2 separate regions of the Mus musculus genome follow, and region 2 is linked to region 1. A link is a contact called in public Hi-C data. All regions are on one chromosome and are shown on one strand. Each heading gives the region's core, a stretch centred on a gene start, on an enhancer-like site or on the middle of the called end of the contact. The rest is flanking DNA. Distances are from core to core; before and after follow the strand shown.

The links. Hi-C and Micro-C count contacts between places; a contact is called where the count stands out from the background.
Region 2: a Hi-C map of muscle stem cells shows a contact between it and region 1, with 2.1 times the contacts expected there. The contact joins the promoter of Rtl3 here to the enhancer-like site in region 1. A contact is called at or near these places in 4 of 484 Hi-C or Micro-C datasets (double positive thymocytes, muscle stem cells and nephron progenitors), 1 of 115 datasets of contacts at active chromatin or transcription factors (embryonic fibroblasts) and 1 of 9 other capture datasets (liver).

What each region holds. Positions count from the first base shown.
Region 1 is chrX:106,801,147-106,807,775 of GRCm38.p6, forward strand. No RefSeq gene overlaps it. Among named protein-coding and RNA genes, the nearest start is that of Rtl3, 36 kb to the right of the region's middle. Within about 2 kb of position 3,480, at least 9 of the 459 cell types and tissues checked have an H3K27ac peak or open chromatin away from gene starts, as enhancers often do. A contact at or near this core is called in muscle stem cells, where this site is marked.
Region 2 is chrX:106,837,931-106,844,787 of GRCm38.p6, forward strand. Rtl3 (retrotransposon Gag like 3) reads right to left here and starts at 2,609. Exons shown (of 2, transcript NM_199468.2): 1 at 2,548-2,609; 2 at 1-1,932. The coding sequence starts at 1,724. The coding sequence ends at 63.

The DNA of each region.
Region 1 (6,629 bases), core at 2,230-4,729:
GTTTTACTTAACTCAGAGGTCACGTGGTAGAAAATGCACTTTTCCTTTGAGGCATATGTTGAAAATATTTAGACACAATGGTTTAAGTTTTCTAAAGTCACCGATAACAGATGATGAAACAATGAACTAGCCATTAGTCTTAAAGAAAATTTGTAGAATTAAATAGAAAGAGAGAGTTTGAAAATCTATGATAAGTTCCTGAGATTCTAGGAATCTATGTGTATACATTGGACGTGTGAAACTCTGGATAGTGTACATGCTCAGTAAAGACTAGAGAAGGCTCTAACTTAATATTTATGGCTTAGGTTGAGGCTCTCTGAAAGTAGTAAAGTCTCTCTCTCTCTCTCTTTCTCTCTCTCTCTCTGTGTATGTGTGTGTGTATGTGTATGTGTATGTGTATGTGTATGTGTATGTGTATGTGTGTGTGTATGTGTGTGTGTGCATGTGTTTATGTGCATGTACGCTCTCCCCCACAGTTCTTTGAAAAGATTAGTTTCTGATTTTTAAGAAAAAGACTATACAATAATTAGCTGATCATGAAGTTGATGGAACAGACACTTTAGTGATTATATAAGACACAGAATATAGAGGTTGCAAAATTAGTTTTAAAGGTTCAATAAATGAAAAAACAATAATAAGCCTATAGGAGATATAAAATCTGACTTCTAAAACATGACATATGTAAATGTCCAATATTCTAGATAAAATTATTAGGCATGCAAAGAAATAAGAGTTCATAGTGTATACATACACAAAAACATGGACTTAAAGTAACCATCTTTAAAGAAGTCTACATGTTGGAAATATATTACAAAGATTTTATTATGCATTAATTATTTCGTATTAATGCATTAATGAAATTGTGTTAGTTAAGATTACTATTGCTGTAGCACACACAGCTTATCTTCTGGGCCCTGGTTCGCTCTACTCTACCACTGATGCTGTTCATGGTGGTCATCCCACAGTGTTGGTATCTCCAAAATGCTGCAGTCTTCTGGGGCAACTGGGCTATACTTTCACTAAAAGCCTCTCCAGAGGTCTCTTCAGAAACTTCAGCACAGTGCCAAGGCTCAGCTGTTCTCCATGACCCCTTCATGCCTTCAAAACAAGTGCCACCTGGGTGATTCTATCACTACCAAGTTCAGTCGCCAGCCCAAGATACAGCCTTGGCCATCTCTAGAACACACAGCTCTGTGTGCTTGTCCTGAAGAAACACTTACCCCAAATTACCCCTCAATGATTCTGGTCTCTTCTTAATCACAGAAATTTCTTCACCATAGCTGACCAGATACCACAGATTTTTTTTTATACTAATGGTCCAGTGGTAGAGTTATTTAATTTGCTCCCTTTGAAACTTCCCAAGTTTCCATTGTCTGCACTGCTCTCAATATTCTTATCTTCTATGCTCCTACAGAACAACAGCCCACTAGACTTTCAGTACTCAATGGTTTTCTATCCCAAAGTTCCACAATCCTTCCCAAAGCACGATCAGGTTTGTCAAAGCAATTCCCAACACTCTTTATACCAATTTTTGTTTTACATTTCTATTGCTGTGAAGAAACACCATGACAAAAAGTCATGTTGGTGAGGAAAGGGCTTCTTTGGCTCACATTTCCATATCACTGTTCATCATTAAAGGAAGTTATGACAGAGACTTCAACAGGGCAGGGACCTGGAAGCAGGAGCTGATGCAGAGGCCATAGATGGGTGCTGCTTACTGGCTTGCTCAGTCTGTTTGCTTATAGAACACAGGACCACCAGCCAAGGGATGACACTACCTATAATGAGCAGGGCTCTCTCCCATCAATCACTAATTAAGAGAATCCCATACAGCTAGTAGCCTAATCTTGTGGAAGCATTTTCTTAATTGAGATTCCCTTCACTCAGAAGACTCCAGCCTGTTTTGACTTGAAAACTAGCCATCACAGGATCACATTGTGATATTTCAATACTATGCTCTCACCAAATCAAAGCATTTCCCTCTTCACCATTTATTTATGCTTTATGCAGCTTTGTGTTTCTCTTTTCTAGCTCTTTATAAACAATATAGTAGGTTAACTTCTAGTAATTAGTAAGTTTATCTTCAAGTTGACTTTATTTTATTATCATATATATGTTTTTTGCTTCCAAATCTGAGAAAGAATGGTATTTGTCTTTGTCTAGATTATTTCACTTAGATTACTGCACTTTAGTTCCTTCCATTTTTTTTGAAAATGAAGGAATTTTATTTTTCTTTCCAGCTGATAATTTTGCCATTGTGTGTATATATACCACATTGTCTTTATCCATTCATGCATCAATGGGAACCTACACTGATTCCATATCTTAGCTATTGTGAATAGTGTTTCAATAAACATGAGAGTGTAGCTATAACTGCTATGGTGACTTCATTTCCTCTGTGTTTATGTATAGAAGTGTAGTAGCTGAATCACATAGTAGAACAATTTTTAGCTTTTTAAATTCCCATTATACTTTTGGCCATACTGCTAGTGCCGATTTATAGTCTCATCAGATGGCTTATAATAATTCTTTTTCTTGTATATTCTGACCAAAATTTTTTGTCTTTTATTTGAAAACAGCTCTTATAACTGAGGTGTAATGATTTCTCCATATAATCTGATTAGTGGTTTGCTAATGGTTAGGCTTACTAATTTTCAAATATCAGACATTTGTATTAATTATAGTCTCATTACCATGACAGAATGCTGTATGAAAACAACTTAGAAGAAGGATTTATTTTGGCTTGTTATTTCACAAGGTTCACTACAGGATCCCTTATCTCTGTGTGATTTGGTAGAACAGTATGGCACTGAAAACACATGGCAGAGGAGTTTAACATTTCACTTCCTGGATAATAAGGGAACAGATAGGACACAGTGGGTTTCATGGACAAGATACCCACAAGGGACCCCTCTCAGTGATCTACAGTCAACTAGGTCTTATGCCTTATAAAGTTTCCACAGCACTCCAAAGTACCAGCACCATCTGGGAACAAGGATTTAACATATGAGCTTGTAGTACCATTTAATTTGCAAATGTTAAACTTCTGCCCCGTACTCTGAAACCTCAAGTCTAGTTAATGGTGCAAGATACACTTAGTTAACCTACATGAATCTCTAAAGTCTTGAGAATGCAACATGTTTTCAAAAGTTTGTCTAGAATCTTCTCTGAGACTCAAGGCTCCTTGAAATGCCTGAAAAATCGAAAGGAAAATTGTCCACTTCTAATATGCAATGGCAATGAGTAAGCATTCTCACAATAAAAAGAAGGAATAGGAGACTAATAAGGGATAGCAGACTTGAGCAATACTGAAACCCAGTGGGGTAAATGTTTGAGCTCCAGCTGTCTTGCTTGAGAAGCTCTGTTCCCATGACTTTTCTGGTTCCAACCCATATGAGCTCTCTCTTGGACTGACTCTATTCACTGTCCATAGCATTCCTCAGCAGTGTTCCACATTCCTGGCATGTCCAACATCCTGAGTTTTTCATTGTGTAGGATTTACTTTTCAAACACTGGTCACTCCTAGAGATCCTATTACACATTGCCTAGCCTCTTAGGCTTTTCTTTGTAATCTTTGTGCCAGCCTCTATGATGCTACTCTTTGTGTATTCTGCATTCCGATACAACCAGCGTCACAAGGATGATGTTAAGGACTGCTGCCAGTTCAAGCAGTATCTGTGCTCTGAATAACTATAGCAGCATCTGAATGCCTAGGCTGCTGAAAATTAAAAAAAAAAAAAAACTCCCTAGGTGGCCCTGTGTCACAGGGGTACCCCAGCAACTCAACTCCTTGTTCTTAGGAAAATGCCTTTCAAGTGAATTCAGTTTTATAGCTTGGAGTCTGAAATGGGTGCGATGCTTCCTGGGATGCCTCAAAGCCTCTTTACCATTATTCCAATGTAAAAGAATTGGCTTTAACTTAATGGTGCCAATCTCTTTAAAAACAAGTCTCTACTTATTCATAACATTCAACTAATTGTTTCTTCTGGATAAATAGCAGCTTTTTCAAATATTTTTGCTCTGTAGTCTCGTTACAGACCTGTCTAAGAACATCCAGCAATGAACATACTTCAGCCTGAATACTATTCTTGAAAAATTCTTCTCCAAATTAGTCATTCTTAATAAATAATAATAATAATAATAATAAAAACAATTAGCCTCACTCAAAGCACAAGAACTTGGACAAAAAGTAGACATTTTTGTGACATGAATGGATGTGGTAGTTTGAATGAAAATGTCAATTATGGACCCATAGGAGTTTCACTATTAAGGACATATGGCTTTGTTGGAGTAGATGGGGCTTGTTGGAGGAAGTGTGTTACTGGGGTTGGGCTTGCAGGTTTCAGATGCACAAACCAAGCCAAATGTTCTTACTCTTTTCCTGTTGCCAGTTGATTTAAATGTAGAACTCTCAGCTCCTTCTCCAGCATCATGTCTTCCTGAATGCTGCTATAATAACAATGGACTAAACCTCTGAATTGTAAGCCAACCCCAAATAAATGTTTTTCTTTATATGAACTGCCTTGTTCATGGTATCTCTTCACAGCAATAGAAACTCTAACTAATAAAATAGATCTAGTCTAGTGTTTAGTAGAATTCTTTTTTTTTAATTAGGTATTTTCTTCATTTACATTTCCAATGCTATCCCAAAAGTCCCCCATACCCTCACCCCACTCCCCTACCCACCCACTCCCACTTCTTGGCCCTGGCATTCCCCTGTACTGAGGCATATAAAGTTTGCAAGACCAATGGGCCTCTCTTTCCAATGATGGCCGACTAGGCCATCTTCTGATACATATGCAGCTAGAGACACGAGCTCTGGGGGGGGGTGCCACCTATAGGGTTGCAGACCCCTTTAGCTCCTTGGGTACTTTCTCTAGCTCCTCCATTGGGGTCCCTGTAATCCATCCAATAGCTGACTGTGAGCATCCACTTCTGTGTTTGCTAGGCAGAATTCTTATTCCTTTTTGAAACTTTGTGATTCTGGCCTTCATTGTCTTTATCAGTCCAGGATTCTGGTCTTCTGAAGTCATTCCAGATATGCTCTGATTGTAGTCAAATATTTTCATGCCTATATCTCTACGTTCTTTCAAATTCTTCCCAGAATCGAGTTCCAAAGATTTAAGACATTATAGTGAAGTATAATCACAACAGTAAACCAGTCCTCTGATACCAGTTTTCTGTATTAGTCATCTTATTACAGGTGTAATAAAAATATTTGAGAGAATAGATTAAGGGAAGACATTTAGCTTAGCTCATGTTTTCAGAGTTTTCTGTCCATAATGGATAGGAAAGCATAGTTCAGGTCACTGTGATCAGGACATAGGTAAAAAAGAGAAGAAACAAACAGAGAAAATAAACTCCCAAAGCTTTACCCTCAATGATCTACTTCCTCCTCTTGTACTGCTCTACTGACTGATAACATTGTTCATATTTATGTGTTCATTAACTATTTGTTTAAATTAATTATAGAAATACCTATTTGAAATTTTGTTGATTTTGAAGTAATTCCTTTTTTAATTGTTGAGAGATATGTGGTGATATATTTTGAATATTGGATACTTATTAGACACATTATTTAAAAATACCTTCTTCAATTCTGTGTGTTATCTTGTTGCTTTATTGGTAATATTGTTTGAATCAAAAATGTTTTTAATTCTGATGAAATGCAATTTATCCATATTTGGTTTTGCTGATTTTGTTGCAGTATCATTTCCAATAATTCATTGCTAAATACAAGGGCACAAAGATGTAGCTCTGGGATTTCTTCTAAAAGTTTTATAAATTTAACTCTTACTTATAAGTCTTTGATCAGTTTTAAAATAAATTATATAATGTTGTATTATTATTTGAAAATGAAACATGTTCCATGCATTTAGAAAAAAAACATATCTAGAAACCTAGTGCATTATCTAGTAACTAAATGATATAATTAATTCTTTAAAAGTTTGAGGGGAGCTGGGTGGTGGTGGCACACGCCTTTAATCCCAGCACTTGGGAGGCAGAGGCAAGCAGATTTGAGTTTGAGGCCAGCCTGGTCTACAAAGTGAGTTCCAGGACAGCCAGGGCTACACAGAGAAATGCTGTCTTGAAAGAACCGCCCCCCAAAAAAAGTTTGAGGAGAAGTACCGTGCAAGAACTGATAATGCTGCTCCTAGAAACCATAGGTCGTTACACAAAAGCCCATGTGCTTAAACAAACAAGATTCGGAAAAGAAAAAGATGTGTCATATGAGGAATATCTTCCTATTTGTTGTTGGCCTGTCTCCAGAGACTCCAAAAACAATGTTTTACCAGAAAACTCTTTCCACTGTTACAATCGTGGCATAACTAACCACTTTCTCATTGGATATGAAGAGCAATCCTACAAAGAGGATACATATCTGGTACTGCGAATCTGGGTAAAAACTGATAGCTTAGGGAATCACAGTTCCTAAGGACGAGTATACTGCTAATGTATTGTGAAATGGACACGTAGCTAAAATATCTTTGAAATATTTACATCTATACTCTAGACAAATGCTGCTGTTAGACAAATGTTGGCTACTGAGAGAGAAAAGTATTTAGAGCCTTCTACAAAAGTGAACTATACAAACCACAAAACCAATTTACTTAGTCAAGATTTGCCCA
Region 2 (6,857 bases), core at 1,359-3,858, 36 kb after region 1:
GGACATAGATATGGGAAGAGAGGGGGACGCGTATTTGTAGATTGGCCCGCCCGGGATCCCCCTTACCGCCGGGCCTCCATGTTTCCCGCCTGCTGGACACGATGAGGCTTGACAGGGCAGTCTCTGGCAAAATGACCTGGATGGCCACAGTAGAGGCACAAGTGGCCTTCGCGGCGTCTTGCCCGTTCAGCCTCGCTGAGGTGGGGGCGATTACTTGTAGCTTGAACAGGTTGGTTTTCAGTGGGAGGACCCTCGGACCCATTTTCCTCTTCAGACGATGATGAACTGGAATCAACCCCGCCACTTGCCTTCTCTTCTAGGGTGACACACTCAATGATCACATCAGATAGGTTGGTGGCTGGACTTGTGCAAGACAGTTCATTTTGAATAGAACTGGCAAGCTCTTCTTGAAATTGGATGCAGAGCGTGCTTTCACCCAAATCTAACTCTTGCGCAATGAGATGGAAGCGGGTTGAGTACCTGGGAGCAAGGCCTTCCCCTTGGCGAAGTTGAGGGAGGCCCTGGTTAGCAACTTCCAAGCTTTCTGGATTGTCAAAAGTATCTTGGAGCGCTCGCAGGAGCCTTTCAAATTGCTCCACCAGGGGGGGTTGGCTATCTAATAAGGGCTGGAACATCCTTCCCGCCTCACCTGAGAAGAAGCTGCCAACAAAGCTCACTAGAGCCGCTTCAGTGGGATACCCTCTGCTTCTCAGGTAACTGGTCAACTGAACTAAAAACTCAGAGAGTTTCTGAAAATCCTCACTGAAGGCCAAAGGGTACTCTAGGGGCAAAGTTGTAGCCTCTAATTCACACTGGGCCTGTTCTGTTCCTGTTCTCGCAACTATCAGGCCCTCTAGGGACTCTTCAGGTACTGAGAGTTCTAGAAACTCCTCGGCATCTGAGGGGTCCAGGGGCTCCTGGGGCACCCGAGGCTCCAGAGTCTCCTGGGGAGGTGGATGCTCAAGGGGCTCCAGCTGTGATGAGGTCTCCTGGTATTCTGGAACCGTCTGAGACTCCTCATCATTTGTAGGGTTGTGGAGCTGTGGACTCTGAAGCTCCTTGAGGGCTGGGGTACCCTGGTTGTCTGTGGGCTCCGCCTCACAGACTGCTGGGAGATCATAACCCCTTGGGGACGCCTGGGGCCTCTGGGTTGCTGGGGACTCCAGAGCCTTCTGGATCTCCTGGGATTCCTTGACTGCTGGTGGCTTCCAGGCTGTGGAATCCAGGGCCTCTGGGGGCTCCCAGGATTCCTTGACCATTGGAAGCTCCTGAGGTCCCCAGTACTCCTTGGACTTTGGGGGCAAATGGGGCTCCTTGATCTCTGGGGATCCCCTGAACTCTGTGATGGCTGAGGATTCTCCAGACTCATTGGTCTCTGGGGGCTCCTGGGGCTCCTTGATCTCTGGGGGTTCCCTGAGCTCACTGATGGCTGAGGGTTCCCTGGGCTCTCTGATCTTTGTGGGCTCCCCGGGCTCTGTGGTTGCTGGGGGTTCCCAGGGGTTCTGTGACTCCCTGGCTGCTGGGAACTCTGGGGACTCTGGGGGCTCTTGGGCCTCTGAGGGCTTTCGGAGTGGTTCATGCTCTTTGACTGCTCCGGATTTCTGGAGCTCTGGTATCTGGGCCTGGAGGGCAGCATTTTCTTCCATGAGCCTTTTCACTTGAGCCTGCAGAATTTCATTCTCCAATTTCAGAGTAACATAGGAAGCTGCTAAGTCCTCTACCATCTTTTGAGGAAACGGGCCTGGTTTGGCAACTTGCTACCAAGAGAGATTGAGTAGCTGCTTGTGAGGTCTTTGCTGAAAGCGGCTCACAGGCAGACAGACGTCAGGCTCCGTGACTTTTCCAAGGGGTGGGGATTTGGACCCAGCCAAGGCTGATTATCAAGAGGTCACTGGGAGCCTTAGAGCTCAGCACCGGGAAGTGTGAGACACACTGTGAAGAGAGAGGGAGCTGAGGATCAGAAACTGTGGAAAGCACTCATTCTATATAAATCAACAAAATCTGTCCAACTCTGCTGGCTTTCTTTTACCACAAGCTCATGTTCATGAACTGGAGTATATTTATTTGCCCTGACCTCATGACATTTTACAAGCACATGACCCAGACTGTACATGTCAGTTTGCATTTTTTGAAACTTCACACTATATCAGAAACAATTGCCCCATATGCCTTTGTTTTAAGTCGTTTTTAATTTCTAGTGTCTACCTAATATTTCAATGTAACATTTGGATGTTAGCAGCTGCTTTCAGCGACCAAATCAGATGTTTAGAGCGCTATGGGGATTTTAGGTTTGGGAGGACTAACACAAGAGATATTTTGAGTGACTAGCATAGGAATTGGGGGTGGGGGTGCTCTTTCTCCCACCTCAGAAATCATACCACACAAGTAACCACACACAATCAGACACGGGAGAAAGCAAGCAAAAGTTGAATAAATAAATAAATAAATAAATGAGCATACATATATACATATTAAGCAGGCACATGCATATTATTTATAAAATGCTTCAAAATAGTTAGCAAAATCCTCTTTATAGATGTACATTACCATTTAGAGATGTAGGGCTGGAGCTCTGCTGTCTGCATAGCCATCGCTGAGGAGAGAAGTGTGTGAATGGCTGCGGAGGCTTGCCTTTTCTGCACACACTGAACTCAAACAAACACACCCACTCCCAGAACACGTTCCAACTCTCCTCTGTAACGTAGCTATTTTGAGTATGGAAGAGTGGTTTTTTTTTTCTCTCTCTCTCTCTCTCTTTTGACAGTACCTCACAGTTCCGAGCTAGAAGGAAAGTAGGATGCTGCGCCAATGTGAGGCAGCTTCGTGCACTCAGTCCTTGGTTACTTTAATAAATATTTGGTCAGGAAATTGGGAGTAATACCACTGCCCTTGTGAAAAGTTGCAAACATTTCTGAATGACCGCAGTGGTTTGGGATTTGATTTTTTTATGTCTGTTTCACGTAACTTACCCGTACTCTATCCACACTGAGACGTTTGTTTAATTCTTACTTAGAGAGCAAACTACAGCCCCCTCAGTCCTTCCTCCTGTCTACCTACTCAGTCCCGAGTGTCCCACCTTGAAATACTTTTTTAGAATCTTCACCGTGGACAGATCTAGGAAACTTATAATAGAGTAAGGATGTCAGAGAGGCAAACTTTTGATTGGCTATCTTGTAAAAAGCACTTGGCTGATTGTGAATATACCTGCCCAGGGTTCTTCCGCCCACCTGAGCTGCTCAGGTAGCTCCTGACAGCACATGGATGCCCTACTTTTACTGGTCTCTTTGTTTTCTCATGCCAAATCATAGTTTTATGCTAGGCATAGATCATATGGCCATTTAAAGCAAGGATCAGAAACAACTATTTTAATTGCAGCAATGAGTTATATAAGGCTACTTCAAATCACGCAATTCAGCCATGGTCCCAAGTCTCCTTTAAACATGGTCAGTTCCACTTATTAGCATAGTGGAATAAATCCTGGAGATAGAATAGGCCTAAACCACAGAAAATTGACTGCCTAGGCTAGCTGAATCTGAATACAGAGGCTTTAAGAAGAAAGTAAAATCATGTGCATCTTTAGTTTGTTCTGTACCTATCTTGCAATTATTTTAAAAGTAAAACATACATAAAAATATCACCATTATCAGACAATTTATTCTATTTGTGTAAAAACTTTCAGAAAACTAAAGCATTCTTTCCCATTGAGAAGAAATAAAAAGACATTTAATAATGCCTTCACCAATTAAAAAACAGAGAGATAGTTATAGTTATGACATTTGTTTTATTTTCTTATCATTAATGAGTGGACAGTTTGAGACATAGAATAAACTATTTAAGTTGTCTGATAGCCATACTTATACAACTAACTAGTTTTACTGTTGTGATGTTTATATGTCCCTGACAGTTATTGGGAATTATAAAGCAATCTATACCCAAACTAAGGTTCTTCAAAGTGCTATGTTTTCTAGAATCTTGTTTATATATATATATATATATATATATTAATATATATATATATATATATATTAATATATATATATATATATATATATATATATATATACAATACTCATTTGCTATTAAATAATCCTCCACACCATTCCCTTTATGCCCATCTACACTAAACTTGCACAGATTTGGTAATTTTCTTAGTCCTTCTAAAATTTAGAGTTCAAACCTCAGTTTATGCAACTGTGAAATGGAGCCAATAACAGTATTTAACTTTGCAGGAGTGGTGTGAATAATCAGTAAAATATCCAAATATTATAATCCAAACATTCAGGAAACAGACACAGGAGTATCAGGAGTTTAAGCCATTTTCAGCTACATAGTGAGTTCGAGGCCATTTTGGGTTATGTGAGAGTCTATAACACACACATATGCATGCATACATACATACACACACACACACACACACACACACACACATACACACACACACACACCCCACACAATGAATACATGAATGAAATAATGTGTGTAAAATGCTTATCGTAGTATAAAAGATAATCACACTTAATGCAAGTTAAGAGCAATAATAAGCCCTGTAGCAGAAGTAACAATTTTAATTTATTGTTTATAGTCATCTTAGAATTATGGAATTTAATAGGTAAACGTTCCAGAATTGTTTGAGCAAGGACACTTCATATGAAGAAATCTACAGCTCATGGATTTTACAGCATTAATTTTTCACCACTCTGGAGCTTTTATCTTTCCTTCCTGGTTGGGTCATGGATCATTTACTTTGCCAAATAATTCTCTTGAATTAGAACTGGAGGCACCTAAGCGGGAAGATGAGGTGATTAACATGAGGATTGTCGAGCAGCCAAGATAGATGTTTAAAAAGTCCACGGACTAAAGCACCAAACAGTGCCTTGCCTAGAGGCATATTTATTCAGTGGGTAAACACAGGGACCTTTTTTCCCTGACTCCCCTTCACTAAAGAGCAAAGACCAAATTTCAATGTCCTTAAGTGCAAGTTCCAAACTGCGTAAACATAGAGAATTATTCTTTTTTGAGTGAAAAAAAAAAGTTACACTGACTTTTGTCCAAATGCCTAAAGTGGTTTTACTATCCTGAATTAGTCAAGTAAGAATAGGAAAGTAAGAATAGGGAGGCAATCACGTGCAAACGCTCATCATGTTCTCCTTCAGTTTAATCCTTCCTAAACTCACAACATGATGGAGTTTATGGAGTCTTTAGGATGGTTATGAAAACATTTTAAGTAAGTGAAGTTCTGTTAACTAGGCAAATTAATATTTCAGGGAAAAAAAGACAAATCTGTTCATTTCACAGACTTACAAAGCCTGCACAGTAATAAAAAATGTTCCTGCTCAGTTATGTTAATAAGTTGCATATGTTGATTGTTAGCTTGGGAAGAAAGAGAAGGGAAAGGTTGAATGAGATGAAGTTCTACTTGGTACATTCCTTTGTGAAGTGTGATCTTACTTTGTTGGTAAATGCACAATCTGAAACATTTTAGACCCCTGCCAGGCTCTTTCTCCTTCAGGCTGGCTGGTCTGTAGCTTTAAGCAACTTAAGTTCCTGCTATTCTCTCTATTAACCCTGTATAGAACCAACAGGGCAGGTTACCCCACAGGTCTCTGGCACAATGCTCAGCTCCCCCTTGGGGGCAGTCCCACCCTGATGACTGTTGTGTTAAACATGTTATTCCTATGTTAGAGCTTGCAGCACTTTCTTAAATTTAACCCTTCATGTTCATGGAACAAATTAAGGCCTTCCTTTTGATTGTCAACAACACACTGATTACAGTATGTTAACACCAAGACAGTTATAATCACTTACTCCTTTAGCTGTTGAAAAGCCAAGCAAGAATTCTTCCTTAATATGAAAGGGATTCTGGGCATTTGTTCATAGAGTGGGAGCAGGTTCCATCTTAGGAGCACTCTGGGGAAGTCAAAATTTGTTGTATTTCTTCTTCTCATTTTATTTCTTGCCACACACATAAGAAAACTTTTATTCTGATCAGATGTCTGTCACCTGTGGAAGAGAAGACCCAATGTGGAAGTCTTTAAAGTAAAATTTCTTGAGGATGCTATCATTTTTGTAGTTTATTTTGAAAGGATGCCAACCCTTGAAGATTTTTCTTGTTAGGAAAGCTATTGTAGGGTAAATAGACCACTATAAAAGGCATACATACAAGCACCACTGTAGGACCACAGCCGGCTGTACTTATGTATATGTAAAAATAATCAAAGATAAAGAGACCATGAAGCTCAAAGGGGACAAACACAGGGGTTAGAGGGAGAAAAGGGGGGAGATAGTGTAATCATATTTTAGTTAAAATTTAAAAATTAAAAAAAAGATGGATGTAGTATAGCATTAGCATTACTTAACACACTTCCTTTGTGATTTCATTTGAATGACTTCAATAAACTGTAGTGATGGCTGACCTGGGTACAGCATTACAGGAAGGTTTTCTTTCTATAAGCCCACTCTTGAGAAGCCTATACGATGAGGGTCTGATCTCCATTTGCTGCCATCTTCTTTCCGCTTTCTTGTGACATTGCTTTGCCCAGAAAGTAAACCAAGTCCACGTAAGACCAACGGGAGAGAGGAGTGGAACAAGAGGGAGGAGAGGAAAGTAAGGAGGTGGTAGGTATAGGAATGGACAAGGAGAGGTGTTTGAAAAGGTGAGGAGGAGAAGAAAAGAGGAGAAGGAAAGTTTAGAAATAGTCTTTTAAAACTCAACAAATGTGTATTTTGTCACTTAAAGACAAAATTATTAATTTTTGCAGTTTCTTATTTTTTAAAAGTATATAAAAGGAAACTTTACTGTTCACTGCTTAGGTTTGCATGCAAAGAGCTTAATCAGCCCATGAGACTTGTATGTTAGT